Linked DNA regions of Gossypium hirsutum: region 2 is linked to region 1. The links are chromatin contacts, called in public Hi-C maps. All regions are on one chromosome and are shown on one strand. Each heading gives the region's core, a stretch centred on a gene start, on an enhancer-like site or on the middle of the called end of the contact. The rest is flanking DNA. Distances are from core to core; before and after follow the strand shown.

Region 1 (3,718 bases), core at 825-3,324:
TACAACTATTATTACTATGATTATATTTTCTTTTTATACCCATTTGCTTATTACCTCATTGATTTTATATCATTACTATTATAATAATTATTATCATTACTTTTCATCGTTATATATATATTTTTTCTTTTCTCTGTTTTATTACTATTATTAATATCATTATTAATATTATTTTTATTTCTATTTTTATTTTTATTAACATATTTTTTTACCATATTATTATTTCCTTTTTATACATATCATTATTGATATTAACATATACTATTATTATTAATGTACTATTATTTTCTATTTATTACTATTATATTTATTACTATTATTAATATATTTTTTTTTTCTTTTCTTTAGTGCTATCACTATTATTATATTATTCGTCTTATTAATGTACTGTTACTATTTCCCACTTAGCTATTATTACTATTATTATTTTTACTATTATAATTATTATTAATCTTTTATTATTCTCTTACATTGCTTGTTTGTCTTACTCCTCTATTTCTGATCTCATCATTCTTATTATGCATTTATTTTTATTCTGTTATGTTCATTGATATCGAAATTCATATTTGTTTGCTCATTTTTCGCTATTCCACTTTACCACGAATTTATATTAATTACCCAACGAAAATAATTCTTTCATAAAAGCAATATTTCGCGTTTGAAAAGTTCGAGAAAACGTACCCTAACGTGCTGGGTTTCGATTCCTCGTTCGACCAAATGGCCAAATACCCTTTTAAACTTTCAATAATAAAGGCAATATTTCGTATTTAGAAAATTCGAGAAAATCGTGCCCTAACTTACTGAGCTTCGATTTTCCTCGCGTTGTTCCTAAATAATCGAATACCCTTTGAAAATTGAAATAAATGAGGTTTAAATAAAAATAAAAGGCAAGCTTACTCTTAAAAATACGAGGTGTCGTGTCCTAACTTACTGGATGTGACATCTTGTTAATTCGAGATAAGAAGGAATTTTTCATTTTGATTTATCCAAGTAATTTTTTTTAAAAAAATAACGCAAATATAAAGAAGGATCGTATTTTTAAATTCTTTTCGAGTTTTTTAATTTTCGACATAAATACATTAAATAATCAACTAAGGTACCAATTTTGGGCGTGTCGAGGGTGCTAATCCTTCCTCGTGCGTAACCGACTCCCGAACCCTTTTTTCTGAATTTCGTAGACCAAAATCGTTATTTTAATAAAAATTAAATCGTTTATTAAAACAGCCACTCTTCTAGGTGACCCGATCACACCTCATCAAAAAAGATTGGTGGCGACTCCCACTTTCGTTTTCATTTTTCAAAACCCAAGTTGACCCCGTTTTCCGTCAAAAAAATGGTGTCAACAGTAAATATTGAATCCTATTTAATTTAATTTTTCAATAAAAAAACATGAAAAAAATAAGTTGTGGTCTATTGATTCGGGATTCAATAACATGAGTTTGTAAAAAGAAGAGTGTTGAATTTCTATTTTTGAAGATTCAAGCGGTCGCTGAGCTTTAGAGACACATTGGTCCTTTAAATTTTTAAAAATTTTAATTATACCATTATAATATTCTAAAATTTTTAATTAGACTTTAAAAAAATTAAAATCCTAAAAATGTCAGTTATGCTTTTCAAAATTTTTAAAAATTCCCAATAAAACTTTCAAAATTTTAATTAAACCCTAAATCTACCGCTAAGTAATTAATAATAAAAAAATAAAAAGGAGGCGTTAAATGGAAGATATAACACACAAATGTCTAAGATTTTATAACGATGATTAATGAATTAAACGAAAAAGTTAGTGGGAAAACAAAAAAAAAAAAGAGGTTAGGAAGTATATAATATATATTAATATTAGACATTATGATAATAGTATCATAAAATATGAGAAAGAAAACAAAGCACTAAAAATTTAGGACAAGAAAATGAAAAGGAAAAAGCAACCTAAGTGTTGTCTTTATCACCTCCATATAATATTAAATTAAAATTAAAATTAATAAAATAAAATTGATTGGTGATATTGTTGGTGGGTATATTGTAATGAAATGGAACTGATAGATGTATTGTTTCCCACTAACAAGTGTTGGGTTGGCCGTTTCTCCGACAATGCTTCGTGGGTTTCTCACCTCTTGTCCCTATGCCCTCTCTCCTCCACCCACCTTTTTGCCTTTTTTTTTTTTTAGGTTTTGTCTTTTGGTTAAATTATGGTTCTGGTCCCTCTATTGTATCATATGAGATTTGAACCCATGCCCTTGGTGGCTATGTGTTTCCTAAACTCTATGAACCAGATTAGGCTCTCCTATGAGTTAGGAGATAAAAACTGGGGATAAAACTAATCATAGACATCATAAGCATTATACTTCCATTATTTGTGGGTCCGAGTCTGACTTCCCTTCAACAAGTCTTTATATTTTAATATGTATTAAATGCTCAAATTAGGGCTGAACCTTTTAGAAGTTACTTGTATAATAGTCAGACATTTCAAAATAGTCAAATAAGTGTTGAACATTTAAGAAGGTGCTCAAGTAAGAATTTTTCAAATGTCGTATCTCAAGATTCAAATTTTATTTTTATCTTTTGTCATTTCAAGTAATATCTAACCTAATGGTGATGTGTTCTATTTTAAACATGTTGTTATCGCCTATTTTGTAGAATAAATTACGATGAAGTGTGAAAAAAAAAACTCTTATTTTAGCACATTTGAAAATGTTTGGTCATTTTTTAATAATTTCAAAAGTTTGACTCTTATGTAATATTTCGGAAGGTTTGTTGGGTCACTAGTTCATTCATCATGTTAATAGATTTAGTCCACTGCTGTGAAAAAAATCCATTGAAATGTGGCATTATTGGAATGTGGCCTCGTATTTTTTTATTTTTCTTTTCCCAGTTAAACTTTATTTTTTTAGTTTCACACTTAAACTCTTATTAGTGTAAATTATTTTATTATTATTTGACCACAACTTTTTCACTCTAAAAAATAGCTCATAACATAATTAGGTATTAGCTTTCATAAGCTTTCAGAGAATTTTGTGTTTACATTTTGAGAGTTCTTTTTTCAGGTTTCAGGATTTAGTTTTGTCTCCATCTTTGTACCCTTCGTTTTTTCCATTATATTAAAATAATATTTGTCTGTAGTTTTTTATCCTCTTCGGAAGAGTTTTTTTACGTAAATTATTTGGGTTTGATCTTTTCAATTTCTTTAATATTTTATTTGTTTGTTGTTTAATTGAGTTTTTCCCCAACATTTATAAATTCTAAAAACATCTAAAAAATAAATAGTATAAAAAATAAAAACAATTAATAAATAAAAATATGATTACGAAATTTAGAAAGCTACCATTTGACTTTGATGCAGAGTTGATCAGCGAAGTATTTTCAAGTTTTATACTCTAAAAATATATAAAGCTGCGGAACGAGAGCTAGTCTTAAGCATATTGATTTATAATTTTTCGTCATTTTTTGTCTTTAAACATGCGTTATTTGTCAATCACCATAAATCACGTCAACAATTAATTTTTTTTAAATTTTAAAAATATTTTAAAAAATTTAACAATTTTAAACATGTATAAAATATTTTTTTTAAATTTAAAATTAATTAACTGTTGATGTGACATTATCTACGTGTATACCAGATCAATAAATTTAACAAATGTTAATTTTTCATCTATTTTGGAGTGAGTTGACAAACAATGTAAGTTCAAGGCTAAAAAGAGGCCAAAAAAAATTAAATGGATAA
Region 2 (3,718 bases), core at 805-3,304, 140 kb before region 1:
AGGGGCCAAAAGACAAAATTTACGTTTATTAGTTACAACTTTATACATAAAGGCACAATTTTACCAAGCAATGGGGGTTGCCCTCTTTGGTAAAATTGCTTTTATGTTCTTTTGAAAATCATGGAAATATAAATTAGTATGATGGTAAAAATATTTTTTAGTCTGTTAAAATTTATAAATCTATTTAGGCCCCTAAAATCTTTTCCTTTTTTGCCCTCTCCCCTGGTGCCATTCATGTATTTAACACATAATTTGACGATTAGGTTAATGAAAGAAGCTAATTAATACAATATTGATACTTTAAGATAAGATTTGGAATTTGAGACTAATGTTATTTTGTTTATGTAGGTAACCATCTCCAAAGCTAGAGAAGAATGCCCACATTTGTGGATGAAAGAAGCTTTAGAAGAGTTAGTCCGCCGCCATATGCAGCCGGCAACGGATGAGAAAGTAAATTGAAAGAACTTGCAAAGTGAAGGGGAAAAAAAATTTATAGCAATCATGGGATTCGTTTAGTGTAAATTCTAAGTACTTGGTCCACCATTTTTTGGGTTCTTTCTATTGGTGCCACAAGTAAGAAGAAAAATAAAGTTGAAGAACGATGCATAAATGCATTTGAAGATTGTAGGCAAAAGAATCTCGTATGTACAAATATCTTTTGATTTTTCAAAATATTCTTTTGTGTATGTAAAAATATATATTCATTCTTTGTACAAAATTAATCCCGATAATGATTTTTCATTTATTTATTGCATAATTATAAAATTATTGGACTAAATCTTTGTACAGTTAATTTTATTGCTATTACTATTGTAATGCTATTGTAATTTAAAGGATATGGATCTGAACATGCTAGAACATGGAATATAATTTACTTTTAAGGATTTTGAGTTAGAAGTAGTTTAGATATTGTTTAAAAATAACTGAGGTAAAACAATATTTAGTCTCTGAACTTAACAAATTTTACTTAGTCAACGGATATCTTTTTAGTCCACGTGAATCTCAAAACTTGACACAATCTCAAAACACTACGTAATCATATTCGAATAATACATATTACTTTATCCTAAAAAATAATAAAAGTAACCTTCAAACTCAAATTACAAAATTTGAAAATACCATCCTTTTGGAAGGGCCATCATATTTATAATAATTTTCCACTTTAAATAAATTAATTAAATTTCAAACTCATATAAATATAACAACATTTTTTCTAACCATTGTTAAATATTAAAGGTAATACTTAGGGATGCAGTGGGAGGAGACGAATTTTTGCCTCCTTTGACTCCCGCTCTTAACAAAAAAAAATTTCACCCTAAATGCAAAACTTGAAATTTAACAGAATACTTGACTCCTAACCTAATCAAAATTTAATTTAATTATTTTATTTTTTTTTATTTTTGAAATAAATAAATTTTTTTTAGTTTAAATTTAAAATATTTATTTATTGAAATCAATAACTTAACATATACATATATTAAGGATATTTTTATAAATATTTTTGGAACGGGTGAATTCTCAATCAATGAAATCTCTTAATTGATATTTAAATTTAAGCAATACTCAATTAATTCTTAATTGTTTTCACTAATAAAAAAATAAAAATTTAAGAAATCTAATTTTTTTTGAATATTTACTATTTTTAAAAAAACATACTAGAAATGATTAGATTTCACTGCATGCCACGTGGCCAAGGTGAACTTAACAAAAATGTTAATGGTGTAAAAAGATGAAATGTTAATAGATTGTTTAAATTCGATTGAAGGCTCAATGAATTTTATTTTTGATTGAGGGATTAATTAATTATTAAATTATTTTTAAAGGATATTTTTTATATAATAAGCTTAAAATATTTAATATTATATTTTTAATTATATTATATATTTAATTAAATTTAAATTTAAAAAATATTTATATTATTTAAGTTAAATTCAGGCTAAGTCTCGAAGTGTGAAAATTTTTATCCAAGGCCTATCGGGCCCCACGGCTACCCATCATTTGGAGAGTCGTCGTTCATTCAAATTTAATAGTATAAAGACTAATTTGATAAGATGTCCATAATAGAGTACCTATCAGGTAAATTCACCCAATAGGAATCTAGTTTCGATAGCTAAAACCCTTTTCGTGACTGTGTTTGCTTTGAGAAACAAACACAGCTGCCGCCATGCCTACCGTCAGCGTTGGGAGGGATCGTCTTTTCACAGCTCTTGGCAGATCTTACAGTGAGTCTCTAATTAAATAAAGCCTCATTTTCCTCATTTTTTAATCGAATTTTCTCTTTAGCATCTAACGGAAGTGAAAAAATAAAAATAAAAATTCTCAGCTCAAGAAGAGTTTGAAGATCTGTGTTTCAGTTTCGGGATTGAACTTGATGATGTGGTGAGTGTTTTTGTTTTCTTACGATTTGTATTTATGAAAACCGTTTATGTGTATTGAAATTTTGAAGAGTGAATTTGATATTGTGAATCAGACAACGGAGAAAGCAATAATTTCGAAAGAAAAACATTTGGAAGAGGAAAAACCTACTGCTGATGATGAAATCATTTACAAGATTGAAGTGCCTGCTAACAGGTTTTATCACTGCTTATCTTTATGAAATTTTATGTTACTTTGATTTCGTTCTAATGATTTTGAAGGAATAGAACAATGTAGGTAGCTTCTCGAATGTTGTTTATGTGTTTATTTTAATCTTATTAAGGCCATTAGTCTAGTAACTGTTAGATTCGTTTGCAAAAATAGCTCCAACTTGAAATTAATCTACGTGAAAATTGGGGAGAATTACTTGGAACTTGATAATTCGTGCAAATTAAAAAGAAAAAAATTCAATGAAGGTTTCTTTGATTCCTGGACAGGTACGATTTACTTTGTTTGGAAGGTCTTGCACAAGCCCTTCTAGTTTTCAATGGAAAGGAGAAGATACCTAAATACACAGTTGCCAACATTAGTAAGGCATCGATGCTTAAAATGCATGTGAAAAAAGAGGTAGTTTTGAAGGTTAAAAAATTGGTTTTGGGTATTGACATACTTTTGGAAGTTACCGATAGCTTAGTTATTTCCCTTGGCTTGCAGACATCTCTAATCCGGCCTTTTATTGCCTGTGCGGTTTTGAGGGGCATAACTTTTGATGAAGCAAGCTATAACAGCTTCATTGATCTCCAGGATAAGCTGCACCAAAACATTTGCAGGTATCCTCATCTACCTAGTAAATCTGCTTACCATTTTCTATGTAGCCTCTGTTTGTTTATGCTTGAACCAGCAAAATAAATTAGCATGACCTTTGTTGGGATGACAGGGTGGGGTGAAAAGTAATCAAAAGGGGGAAATTTGTGCACAAAATTTGGTATAAAGCAACATGTATGAGTTTCATCTTCACGATACTGAAATTTAATTTAGCCCCTATGCAGAGCAATTCATTTCTCTATGCATGGGAAGTTATTTTGGGAGTGGTAGCTGCATTCAGCTGTTGAAATGAGTGTCGCATCCATTTAGAATTTTTCCAGCACTAAAACTGATATTCGCTTCCAATTGGAGCAGGATTCTTGCGCCTGGATTTTAATTTAAAGTAATTTTGACAATCACTTTACTCTTGAAATGTTTTTGATGAAGACAAAGATGATTTCTTTGTTTTGTCACAATAATCCGAAATGATTAAGTTTAGAAAGAAATTACATTGTTGAAAACTGAAAGTGCTGACAATGAAGAAATGAAGGCTAAATCT

The links. Hi-C and Micro-C count contacts between places; a contact is called where the count stands out from the background.
Region 2: a Hi-C map of leaf shows a contact between it and region 1, with 2.5 times the contacts expected there. The contact joins the promoter of LOC107931066 here to the enhancer-like site in region 1. A contact is called at or near these places in 2 of 34 Hi-C or Micro-C datasets (both in leaf).

What each region holds. Positions count from the first base shown.
Region 1 is chrA12:108,685,312-108,689,029 of Gossypium_hirsutum_v2.1, reverse strand. No RefSeq gene overlaps it. Among protein-coding and RNA genes, the nearest start is that of LOC107931051, 14 kb to the right of the region's middle. Within about 2 kb of position 2,074, at least 4 of the 9 cell types and tissues checked have an H3K27ac peak or open chromatin away from gene starts, as enhancers often do. A contact at or near this core is called in leaf, where this site is marked.
Region 2 is chrA12:108,828,017-108,831,734 of Gossypium_hirsutum_v2.1, reverse strand. It overlaps LOC107931066 (phenylalanine--tRNA ligase beta subunit, cytoplasmic), which reads left to right and starts at 2,054. Exons shown (of 20, transcript XM_016862852.2): 1 at 2,054-2,222; 2 at 2,324-2,379; 3 at 2,471-2,571; 4 at 2,853-2,982; 5 at 3,070-3,185. The coding sequence starts at 2,165. LOC107931000 (nudix hydrolase 4) reads left to right here. Exons shown (of 4, transcript XM_041083830.1): 4 at 349-480. The coding sequence ends at 459.